2 separate regions of the Sus scrofa genome follow, and region 1 is linked to region 2. The links are chromatin contacts, called in public promoter capture Hi-C maps. All regions are on one chromosome and are shown on one strand. Each heading gives the region's core, a stretch centred on a gene start, on an enhancer-like site or on the middle of the called end of the contact. The rest is flanking DNA. Distances are from core to core; before and after follow the strand shown. Region 1 holds the start of ARF2 (ADP-ribosylation factor 2). Region 2 holds the start of MAPT (microtubule-associated protein tau).

Region 1 (6,455 bases), core at 580-3,079, 240 kb before region 2:
GACTTTTAAGGGGCAGAGTTCTTGGAGCTCTCTGAGAGGCTGTTCCCAAGGTTATAATTCTCAATTTGACTCGAATAAAATTTTCCATTTTTTCTTAGATCAACTGATTAATTTTTCATTGACAATTACATGAAAATGATTAAATAAATCAGGATATATCCATATAATGGGATATCACACAGCTACCAAAACTGTTAAAGACAAAACAAACAAACACAGAATTCCCTGGTGGCCTGGTAGTTAAAGATCCAGCATTGTCACTGTTGTGACTTGGGTTCCATTCCTGGCCTGGGAACTTCCAAATGCCATTGGCATGGCCCTCCAAAATGTTTAAGACAAATGTTAAACACTCTGGAATATACTCATTAAAATATTAAGTGGAGGGAGTTCCTGTTGTGGCTCAGTGGAAATGAATCCAACTAGTATCCATGAGGATACAGGTTTGATCCCTGGCCCTGCTCAGTGGTTAAAGGATCCAGCTTGCTGTGAGTTGTGGTGTAGGTCTCAGATTAAGAGGAAAAGAAGACTGTATGTATTCATAATCTGAACTATGTAAAAATTTCATGGAAAAATGACTGGAAAGAAATAAACCAAAATGGTAACAGTGACTGCCTCTGGATAATAGGATGATGGGTGTTTTTTTTTTTTTTTTTTTTTTCTCTTTTTTGTCTCTCTCTCTGGTGGGGAGTGTCTTTTTTTTTTTATTATACTTTAAAAAATTACTATAATTTTGTTATAGTTAGGAAAAATTATAATTTTAAAAGAATCATGTAGAAAAACCTCTCATACTTTCTTGTATTTACTGTCATATATATATATACACATACATATATATATATATACACACATACATACACATATACAGTCATCACGATCAAGAAAGTATTTGGTTAAAAAGATTAAGGCGTCAGACCTGAACTTAAAACTCTGACCTACTATTTCATTTTCCTCTTTGTAAAATGGGAATAATAGTAGATTCCAGTTCACGGAGCGTTATATCATGCAGGTCAAGTTCTCGACATATTTCCTGGCACATATTAACAGATGTTAGTTTTTCCTAAAATGCACAGTTATATGCCATTTACGGGCGTTTGTAAACTTTTCAGTGAACCAAGTTGGCATTAGGTGTTGAATTAATGAGAACACTTCTCAAGACCGTGGTCCTGAGCATCTGAACGAAGGTGCAGGTTGCTAGCATTTTTCCCAACTGTTGAAAATCTGTTCAAAAACAGGGCGGCTGTCTAGCTTCACACTAAATAGGAAACCTTCCTTATGTCTAACTCTGGTGTCGGCGTCTTGGTGTTTCCCACACAGACCAACGCCCCAAACTAGTTTCTACTTTTAGCTCAACCAAGGCAAATTTCCTTAAATAACGCCCAGAACTTGGCCACGCCCACATGCCCGCACCCAGTTGGTCCTAATACTCCCTGGGTTCGTTCAATCCGTGGAAATTTTCCTAGTTGATTGGCAGAGCAAATCGGAGTTTTTTTTTTTTTTTACTTTTTTGATTGGTCACGAGCAGCACTGGGACGGGGCACATGGGCGTGTCTCGCCGGGACGCGGTGCGTTGTCATTGGAGAATGAAGCCGGTATTTCCAAAGCTTCGTGCCGTCGCCTAGGTCCCCAGGGGCGGGTGTCCGCCCTCCTAGGCTTTTATTCTCCTTGGCATTGGTCAGACTTGTCGTCACTCACGGAACTTCGAGCTCATTGGTAGAAATAAACTCCAAGAGTCAGGGAGTGATTGGTTGGTTACTGTTCCCGCCCCGAGCCTGTCGCCATTTTGCGGAGGGGATCCGAATTCTTAAAGGCAGCGGTATTGGTACCAGTGCTTAGTTCGGCGGCAGGTGAGTCACAGGCGAGGGAGAGATGGCTGAAGGCCTGGCTGGATTTCCGCACCTTTAGAGGTCGGGAAACTAGACAGCAGCAGGTGGCCTTCACAAAGCGTTTGGGTTCCCTGTCCCTTTTCCGCCCTATGAGAAGAATGGCCAGGCTGCGGGGATCGAGAGACTTGGCTCTCATCCTCTGCTGGGCTCTCTGCTCTCCCGAGGGCCCGCAGTTCGAGAGGAAGAGGCCTGGAGGCCAGGCAGAGGGGACACTCGGAGGCCTTCCCCGGGGACCTGGCGCGTCTGCTCGCCCGCTGCGCACGCCCACTTGGCCACTTGCTCCGGTTCTTGTCCTGGACATCTTCCCGCAATTCTCCCTGATGGACAGTTGGTGCTCGTGGGAGGGGAGGGTGAGCGTGCCAAAGAGGCGCCAGGGTCGGCAGCGTCTTCCAGAGGGTCTGCAGCAGCTCAGCAGATGAGTAGGAAAAAAGAGAGGCCGGAGGGAGAACATGGGATGTGTATACTGTGTGCGGTTGGGAGGAGGAATCGAGTATTTGCTTCATAGGACATGCAAGTGGGAAGTAACCTTCCTTCTCCCAGCATGTTCCTCACTGTTTTTCTCATTTATGAGATTTGTCCTTTTTCGGAAACAAAGACAAAGACTCTTTAGTTTGTCGCCCAACAAGCTTTTTGAGTACTGCAGTGCGTTGTATTTCTATATACTTACTCTGTGCGGCTCTTGTAAGAATGATTAAAACATTGAGCATCATTCTTTGGTTAGAGTAGTTTGCCTATACCTAATTTATGTGCAGGATAAATGCTCTGCTCCTTTTCTCAGGTCGTAGAATAAAACGATGTGTGCTTGGACATCATCCATGAAGTTAAGCTACTGTAGGACAAGGTTCAGTTTTAGAGGTGGGGCCTCGAATTTGGTGACCTCCCCTCTGAGGTCCCTAGGGTTCTGATGAATGGGAGATGGACTGTTCTTGTTCCATCTTATCCCTGCTCTGCCCAGGAGTAAAGTTTTCCTTTGGTTTGCAGTTGAAAGGGAAACAAGGGTTGTATTCAGTACTGCTTCTAAGTCTTTAATTGGAATGTCAAGCTCACACTTCAAATAGGCTGATTCGTTAAAATTAAAGATGTAGAGTAAATTTCGGCAAAGCCAATCTGTCTTTGCTATTAGCTTCTTTTATATAATCTTTCATGCACTCGACTGAAAAATAAAATACTGAACATTTATGCAGTTAGATGTCAGTACACCTTTTGGGGAGTAATGACTGGGAAGGGGCACGAGGAAATCTGGGTACAACAAATCATTTTTTGATTTGGTTTATGACATTTCATTGAAGTAAATGTTATCATGTATGTTTATATCTATATGTAAATTGTATTATTTTCCCCTCTTTCTGGCTGCCCTGAGGCATATGGAGTTCCCAGGCCAGGGATCAGATCCAAGCCACACTTGTGACCTGTGCCGAAGCTGCAGTAGTGCTAGATCCTTTAACCCGCTGTGCCAAGCCGGGGATCGAACCTGTGTTCTGGTGCTACAGAGATAACCACTGATCCCATTGGGCCACAGTGGGGACTCCTATATCTATATGTCAAAAAAAGTTAAAAAAATTGATTAAGGCATTCTCTGGTAGTGTAGTAGGTTAAAGATCCATTCTGGCCATTGCTGTGGCTCAGGGCACTGCCCTGGTGCAGGTTTGATCCCTGGCCCAGGAATTTCCAAATGCTGCTGCTGGCAAAGCCAAAGGGGGAAAAAAATTAAGAGTAAGGTGAGTAACGGTCAACTCTGGATGCTATGGTATATTTGCAACTCTTTGCCTAGTTAATTTCTCTATTAGCAGTGTAGTTTCCCAATGCTGTATTTCCTCACCTCTGAAAATTTTTCCGGGTATTGATATGATCTGCTAGCCAAAGGCAACTACTAAATTTCTAAGAGATGTTACTATTTAACCTGACTTAAAGACTTTGCTTCACATTGTGTAAAATAAACTGGTTCTCTGCTCTTAAGTTCTCATTTCAGAAGTATTAGTGGTATCTGTTGTGTCACAGCTTCCGTACTTCAGATAACTAAAGCCTGCCACCATTGAGACTGTGCTTCCACCTATCTCACTTGGATGCTGCAGTGGAAAAACTGAAATTTTTGGCAGGGCATCAAAAGGCTTAGTTGAGTTGCCCTTTGAAGACAAGATACTCTGCTCTTTATTGGCCAAACGATACTTAAAATTGTTTAATTTTTACGAGGCGCCACCTCTATTAGAGACTTATATTTCATGTATATACCTTGTATTTGTATGTCTGTATTTCTGCAAATAACAACTACTTGACTTGCCTCTCTTTTCCTTCAGGTAACAGAATTCAATTACAATGGGGAACGTTTTTGAAAAACTCTTTAAAAGTCTCTTTGGGAAAAAAGAGATGCGGATTCTGATGGTGGGTTTGGATGCCGCTGGGAAAACCACCATCTTATATAAGTTGAAGCTGGGAGAGATTGTGACGACCATCCCTACAATCGGTATGTTGACGGCCTGGGACAGGACCGTTTACACTTTAATATGTTACCTTTTATACATGTCTTATTTTATCGCATGTTTCTTCTTGAAAATCTTGTCTAAGAGTGTAAACTTTTAAGCCAGGTAATACATAATTTTCCAGTTGCTCCCTGGCACGTCTGGCACATTGCTAGGATTACAGGGGAGTCATATGATTACATTTAGTTGGAAGAAATGTAACCTATCCGCTTAGCGAAAAAGACGACAACAGTCATGAAAGCAGTCCGGGCAGTTATGCCCTTCATTCCTCTCAGTTAGCAGGTGTCCCAGCCGAAGTGTGAGATGGGAGCTAGGACTGTGGTTGCTTCCTCTTCGGTCTTCCTTCCAGCTGGCCTTTCTAAGTGGAAGCATCTTTTCACACCGAGTGTGTTCCCAGTGTATAAAGATGTAGTGTGATTTTTTTTTTTTTCCTTCTTCACTCCGGCTCGTGCCAGCTACTTGAGCTGGTGGTCAGCTGAAGGATCTGATTTGTTCCAATGCTGGAGGACAATCTGGCGGTGTAGTTATTCCTGCAAACCCACAGTGTATTTTGTCAACTATTTAAGGCTTTTGCAAGGGCAGTTTTGACAGAACTTAGTCTTTGCCTTATGGATTGCCTCCAGCCAAACTCTTGGACGAGAAGAGGCTCCCCAGGATAGCATATGAATGTGAGTAGTGCTCCAAATGTTGGATTAGGCATGGGAATGGACCGATCAACTTCCAACTTGGGCAGCAGCTGCAGAGATTGCAACATTTAAAGGAGGAAACCAGATGGAGAAAATGTTCATACCCGCAATTTAAAAAATGTTACGGTCCATAATGAAAACAGCATAATTGCTTGGTTTTCTCCAATTATAAAAATAATTCATGCTTCCATAATGTAATACATCAAAAGACATGTAAGCAGGTATTAAAAAACACTGATTTTGGTGACTATCTTTGTGTTGTTTTCCAGCTTACTCTGCCTTAGACAATGTGTTTGGATCTCTTTCTATGTCATTTCCTCTCTGCAGACTGACTGCTTTCCTGCCTTCTTCCTCCCTCCCTCCCCCCTTTACGTAGCTAGTGCCAGCTCATTCTTTTGGTCTCAGTTTAAGCATCATTTCACAGGGACACCTTTCCTGACCCCCTTGGATGGGTTTTCCCCTGTTATGTTTCCATAGCAACCTGAAACTCTTAGTAACTCTCAGCACATCTGTCATTGCTTTCCATCGTTTCTCTTCCAAAAATGTAAATGAGAGCGGCGCCACGTCTGCCTTGTTCACCACTCTCCTTGGGTGGTGGATGCCTGGCACATAGTGGATGTCCAGTAAATATTTGGTGAATGAACTGAATACCGATCTTGTGGTAGATTGTTAAACTCATGGCCCCCAGTGAATCATGCCCCTCAGTAGCCACACCCCTGTGCAGTCCTCTTCCACAGTGATGCTGAGCCTGGCCACGTGGCTTGCTTTGGCCAAGAGAACCCACATCCTCTAGATACTAGTTGGGTTCTTAACCCACTGGGCCACAACGGGAACTCCCCAGAAAGGGTCTTTTTGGAAAGACGTAAACAACCTAAGCATGCTGCGGAGAACAGGCTGGAAGTTTTGGAGAGGGGCTGAAAATAGAGTAGAAGCTCCCAGTGTGGATGGAACTGGCACTGGATAGATGCCCCCTTCCATTGTTCCAAGCGAGAGGGAGAAAATTATGGGTGAAGGGGTAGGTGGGTTTCTCCACTGGGTCGTGGGAGGTGGAAGCATTCCCACTGGTGGCTTCTGTTTGCCCTGAGGTATGCCATAAGATCTGCAGGGAGAGTTCCCATTGTGGCTCAGTGGGTTAAGAACCCAACGTAGTATACATGAGGATGCGGGTTTGATCCCCAGCCTCGATCTGTAGGTTTTAAGGATCTGGTTGCCGCAAGCTATGGTGTAGGCTGCAGATCTGGCTTGTATCCCGCATTGCTGTGACTGTGGTGTAGGCCTGCAGCTGCAGCTCTGATCCGACCCCTAGCCTGGGAACTTCCATATGCTGCAGGTGCAGCCCTAAATAGAAGAAGCAAAAAAAAAAAAAAAAAAAAAAAAAAAGATCTGTAGGAAGAGAGGGGAGGTGGAAG
Region 2 (6,226 bases), core at 352-2,851:
CCCCATCCACTCAGTGCTTCCCAAAATATATGAAACTCTGGGAGTTCCCATGGTGGCTCAGCAGGTTAAGAACCTGACATAGTGTCCGTGAGGATGTGGGTTAGATCCCTGGCCTTGACCAGTGGGTTAAGGATCTGGCATTGCCACAATGCAACTTGGATCTGGCGTTGCTATGGTGTGGCATACGCCTCAGCAGCAGCTCCAATTTGAGCCCTAGCCTAGGAACTTCCATATGCTGCAGGCCATTAAAAAAATAGTAAGAAAAATATACTAAATCCATGTGAATAAAGAAAATCATCAATTACTTGCTTTTTGTATTAATCTACAGCATACAATATTGCTTTAAAAAAAAAAAAGAATATCAGAGCTATGCAGGGAGTTCCCATTGTGGCTCAGCAGGTTAAGAACCAGACTAGTATCCTATGAGGATTTGGGTTTGATCCCTGGCCTTGCTCAGTGGAGTAAGGATCCAGCATTGCTGCAAGCTGTGGTGTAGGCCAGCAGCTATAGCTCCCACTCAACCCCTAGCCTGGGAACTTCCATATGCCAAGTGTGCGGACCTAAAAAAAAAAAAGAAGAAGAATATAACAGCTATGTAAATTAAAGCTTTAAGACAAATTCCCACCCTCCTATGACAAGATGGCTGTCCCTAAGCCCTTCTAAACTTAAACTCCCACTGCCAGGGTTTAAATTAGATGTTGGGCAGAACAAGTTAAGGACAAAGCCTAGATGCTGGCTGACTGAGAGAATGAAAGCCTCTGGCCACTTTCAGTCTGAGGCATGTTATCCAGGTGAGAATCTCCCGCCAGCACCTGGAAATTCAAATCTCAAGCTCTATTTACAGTAATAAGGATGTTTCACAAAGAAGATAAAAATAACTGTATATGTGAAAATGCTCTGTAATGTGGTAAGTGCCATTTGAAACTTGATCTAATTTAAGATTTTATTCTTGGGTTACAGTTAGATTTGAATGCTCCTTGTTAAAACACTCCCCCCCCCAAAAAACACCCAAATGTGCACTGCCTAATTATAATCAGGTTAGCCAGGTTTAAGTAGATTTACTAAGGAAAGAATTCACCTTGATCAATAACAAAAAAGGTGGAACAAAAGCAGGTTGAAGGGAAACAGACACGAGGAAACTGATCTCCAACAAGGGGAAATTCAGGAGAGGGTCAGGGTGCCAGTGGGCAAGCCTGGGGGAAGTTTTTGAGGACCTGCGTGTACTGTCTGGAGAGCCGGCCACGTGAAAAACTGCCCAGGACCTTTCTGAGACAGGACATCACTCCGGAGCAAAAAAAGGGGCTGCGGATCTGGAGGCGGCGGAGCACCCAGCGTCTCCTTTAACCCAGAGGGCAACCAAGCCTCGCTTCCTAGGGAGGAGACCCCTAAGACAAAACAAAGACTCCAGCCGTGAGAGGAGACCCAATGTGCGCTTGCGCCAAGAAGCGCGCGTGCGCGTGGCTGTCAGCTCCGCAGCACAAGGCATGGGAGGAAGGGAGACCCGGGAAGGGAAGTGCCGAGAGGAGAGAGCCGGGAGGCGGGGAAGGGTCGATTGGTAGGGCGCTCACGCGCGCCCACTGGTGGCCGGAGGAGAATACGCCTGCGGAGGCCTCAGGGCCCCGCCCCTCCCCTGGGGAGGCTCGCGCTCCCGCCGCTCGCGCCTGCGCCGCCCGCCGGCCTCGGGAGCGCGCCCTCTTGGCGGTGCGCGCGCTCGCAGTCTCCGCCACCCACCAGCTCAGGCACCAGCAGCAGCGCCGCCGTCGCCGCCGCCCACCTTCTGTCGCCGCCACCACAGCCACTTGACTGTTTTCCTCTGGTGTCCTCGCCCTCTGTCGACTATCAGGTAAGTGCGAGGCTCCGAAATCTGCCTCCCCCTCTGCCCTCCTGCACTCCCATGCCGCCGCCCCTCGCCCCAGAGATGGGTTTCCTGAGGTGAATTTTGGTCGGGGGCAACCGCCGGGGCCCCTCCTTGCCCCTTCTGCGTTGGGGCTCGGGATTAGGGCGACTTGGAAAGGGACCCGTGCAAGGGATGCATGGGTGTGCGTGTGTGTGTCCTGAGGGGGTCTGCACGACCCGTTGCGAGCGGACCCGGACAGAGGTTTTGCCCACAGGGTGGGGCGCGGATGGCGGTGACCTGGGGGAGGGGGCTGCAATGCATTCTCGAATACAGCCTTTTGCAGTAATAGGAGTGTGACTTTGTGGGTGTGGGGGGTGTTCAATGACGACCCCCCAAACCGAACCTCTAATCTGATTTCTCTGCCTCGGTTTGCCATCAGCTCTAAGGAAGGTATTGATCGGGTTCTAGGAAAGATGACTCCCTGCCTGCCCCTCCCTACACCTCCCCGGCAGCTATTCCAATGGGGCTTTCGCTGTCCCAGGTTTAAGGCGGTGGCCCACCCCTTCCCCGTTTTCCTCCTTCAGAAACCCGCAGGGGACATTTGGGGGCTGGGAGTGGAATCAGGGAGATGGGGAGGGGTCCCGGTGCTGTCACTTTAGTTGCCCTTCCCCCTGCGCGCGCCTGGCACCCAGACTCGAGCAGCGCCGCGCCCGAGAGAAGGTAGTGCGCGGATCTCAATGTGGAGGTGCGGAACGGCAGGGGTCACCTGGCCTTGCGATGTGGAAGGGCTCGGCAGCCGCGGATCCCAGCTCGAGGGCGCGCACAGCCGCAGCCCCGCACAGACGCGCGCGGGGGCTGCAGGTGCATTTCGGGGCGGGCCCCTTTCTCTGCGCTCTGCGCTCTGCGCTGGCGGACCGGCGTGTGCGCTCCCTGCCGGAGGCGCCCGGCTGGCGCGCAGGGCTCGCCCCTCACTGCGGCAGTGGGTGTGGACCCGGGTGGGCGAGGAGGGGGTGGGTAGGCCGAGCCTCCTCCCACTTCCACCCTTGCTTTTTTCCCCTCCGAACGCGAGGTGCCATCTTTTTGCGGCGTGTCATGTCTTTATAGTACCGTGCCAAGCCGAGCGGCTCGGCTTCGGAGGACAGGGCGAAGACTGTCATTGACGGGGAGGGGGCAATTAGCGCTGAAATCTTGGATTTTGCTGCTGCGGGCTTGAGCACTGGGGGAGTTCACCCAGGATTTTCCTTGGGGGCTCGGTGCTTTGTTTGTAGGGTTTACGTGATCTGCCTTGCCAGCCCTAGTTTTTGGCTCTTATTCTATGAGGGTGTTTAATCGAGGCCCCCACCCCTCCTCCCGCTTTTTGCCCCTCATTTCTGAGCCCTTTGTTAGATCTTGGCGCTCGCTGGGGTCGAGGAACTCGAGTCAGCCCCGAGGGCACGCAGGGAACGGGCGTGACCCCGCGAGCCCCTCTCCCAAAGCGGGGCTGCGCGCCAGGAAGCACCTGAGGGCCGAAGGGATGGACGCGAGTTGCGGGTGGCCACAGAGGGACGATGCCCCTCCCCATACTTGGAGCGTCCTGGGGGCGACGCCTCGCCAGGGAGCGCCGGCGACCCCCGGTGGGAGAAGCGGGGTGCAGGGGTGGGGGTTGCCCACTTCGCTTCACGTCCTGTTGCTTCACCAGGCGGGAGAATGTGAGGAGGGGGCATGAGGTGCTGCGGGCCACACCCTTTTATCAAAAGGCCTGGGAGGGGGTCGCAGGGGGAGGTTGTCATGGAGACCACCCGCACCCTGGGGACAGACCTTGGGGCGTTGCCCCGCCCCTGCCCAGCAGAGATAGAGAACCTAGGGATAGGCCCTGCCCCTCTGGCTCCAGGAGAACACAGGAGGGGGACCTCCCACCCCTTAACCCGTGGCTCTTCCAAATTGGACTCCTGCGGCCGCAACCACCAGGAAAGGCATCTTTCATGTATTTTTATTATTATAGTCGAATATTATTTTAGAACCGTGAGAGATTTTCATTTGAGAGCCCGAGTTCGCCGCCACCTTGAAACCCGGAGGCGGAGTGAGGTGGGGGAAGTAGGAAGGCGGGTAAGATCCTGGCGAACAAATCCGAGCCTCACCCTCTTTCCATTAGCTGGGTCCTGGCGGCTTTCTGGTTAATTCTATCGCTGGAAAGTGGTGCGGGGGCGCAGTTCTGAGATTCATGAGCATTTAAGGGAACACACCATCCTCTCGAGCCGCGCAGATTGATCTAAACATGCGGGGAATGACTTGGCTCGGGGTCGAGAGCCCCCCAGGGGCCAGGCCGAACCTTCCCTTGGCTTCGGGATCGGATCGGAGCGAGCTTTCCTGGGATCGGATCGGAGCGAGCTTTCCTGCAGAGCTGGGCTCGGCAGGGGCAGGTTGGAGAGAGGTTCAAGGATCAATTCGAGCATCTTCCCCCCGCCCCATAGAGCTAGACAAGAGATTCTGGTTCTAGACAGAGCTAGGGTCTAGACAGAGCTAGCAGACCTGGGAACAGGGAGCCCGCAGCCTCCGCTGCCTGGGATGGACCGCAGGCGAAGACAGCATCTCCTATCCGTTGTTGGGAAGGAGCGCATCATGGCAAGCGCGTTTAGCCCAGTGCTGGGAACAAAGCGCAGTATAGGCGTCCGCTATTTTACCCAATTTTGAAATGTATTGGCGGTTTGGTGGGGCTCTCGGGTCGGCAAGGCCGGGGGTGGGGGTTGTTAAATGGAGGAATCCTGGGGGCCGTGAGATGGTCCTTCGTACGACAATCAGGAAATCCCATCCCTGGCTCTGGGCGCGCTTTAACTAAGCAGCTTTCTCCTTGGGATCTCGAGGGATGCCGCGTTTGTGCCCAAGCTCCAACGCTGAAGCTCTGAGCCAGCCGCCGCCCCTGGGTTTCTCTGGCGCTGATCCGAGGGTCACCCGAATCTCTAGCAGGTGGGGGCTATTTCGAGTACCAAGAGACTCCACCAGGCTCTGGTGCTGAGGACCAGTAACTCCATGCTCCGGTCTCCCGGTGGTACAGGTAGGGATGGATGATGGGATTTGGGACAGCGACTGCTGGCTTTCCCCGCCACCTCACACTCAGGCTCAGAAAGACAGCTTTGAGTTTTATGTGATTCTTGCTCTTTCAGTTGACCCCTCTGGAACAGAAAAAGAAATGCCTTTCCTATCATCATTATTTAAGGTATTATGTTGTGTTTTATAATGCTGCTTATGTTTACCACATAAGAATTTCTTATCCATTTCTCCACCTGCAAACCTTCCTCTGAACAAATTAATTACACATTTCTCCCAGTGCCTGCTGCAGAGTGACTCTTGAAGCTCAATTTCTTGACCAACATTTAGTCCTATAACAGGTTGCGTTAACTGCAATAATCTGGCTTGACTCTTGGTGTTCGGCTTTGGACAATTTGGGGGAGAGGTTTGTTGGTTTTGCTGATTTTCAGCTGAATGACATTCTCAACTATCTGACCTGGTCTGCACAGGTCCATCGTGGAAGGGCGTGGCTTTTGAGTGGTTTGTAGAATCAGGCAGAGATCCCCTGATAGGAACAAAAGAAATGGATTATTCCATCAAGGTTTTGGGCCAAATCCAGTCCACTTTGTCCTCTATTCTATAACCAAATGAACCCAGAAAGCTGCCTGCACCCCTTGGTGCACCTCCATGCCGTCCCCCTGCTTCCCTGCCTTCCCCCTTCCTGCTGCTTATGGCTCTGCAGCCTGGTCCCCACTGTTCACCTCACCCTCATTGGCCGGAAGGGTGCAGAAGAGAGGAAAGGGGAGAGACCACACTCTACCTGTGGGAAGGAAGACCCTGCCCTGCCACCTGCAGGTGCTCCTCTGCAGGAGATCAGAGGCATAGAGGTGGGGGACCCCCTTTGCCTCTGCTCCTTCTCTTCCCCCCCACTTTTCATCATCACACTTAGAAGATCTCCCCCATCCCCTCCACATCCCCAGGAAAGCCTACCCACATGACCTTTCCTAATTTGCCAGCCTAGATGCCTCCACTAGTGACTTGGAGCTGGCATGGGAGGGGGACCCCAGCAGGAGAGGGAAAGAGAAGACCCCAGCCTTACCAGCTGGGCTGCAGCAGAGAGAAGAATCCAGTGTTCCAGCTGGAACTCTCGGCTATTTTTCTGTAAAACAGTGGTTCTCAACCCCTGGGGCCATTGAGATGTGTAGAGACAATTTTAATTGTCATAACTGGGGGTGGAGTGAGATAGGCATCTAGCGAATAGAGGCCAGGGGTGCTGCTAACATGCTACAAAGCCCAGGGTACCTAAATAATCTGGCCCCAGATGTCACCAGTACCAGGGTTGAGAAGTCCTGCTATAGAAACATTGTTATCCTGGCACTGTCATCTTAGTGACAGCTTACATTC

What was found. Promoter capture Hi-C pulls out the DNA fragments that hold promoters and counts their contacts.
Region 1: a contact with region 2 is called in a promoter capture Hi-C map of liver, with 7 times the contacts expected there. The contact joins the promoter of ARF2 here to the promoter of MAPT in region 2. A contact is called at or near these places in 2 of 5 promoter capture datasets (fetal skeletal muscle and liver) and 1 of 2 datasets of contacts at active chromatin or transcription factors (alveolar macrophages).

Annotation. Positions count from the first base shown.
Region 1 is chr12:17,443,322-17,449,776 of Sscrofa11.1, reverse strand. It overlaps ARF2 (ADP-ribosylation factor 2), which reads left to right and starts at 1,829. Exons shown (of 5, transcript NM_001145220.1): 1 at 1,829-1,844; 2 at 4,178-4,344. The coding sequence starts at 4,197. The region is part of intron 1 of LOC102165973 (a long non-coding RNA gene); the gene reads right to left.
Region 2 is chr12:17,206,858-17,213,083 of Sscrofa11.1, reverse strand. MAPT (microtubule-associated protein tau) reads left to right here and starts at 1,601. Exons shown (of 11, transcript XM_021066819.1): 1 at 1,601-1,843. It overlaps LOC102167583 (a long non-coding RNA gene), which reads right to left and starts at 1,432. Exons shown (of 4, transcript XR_002337070.1): 1 at 1,215-1,432.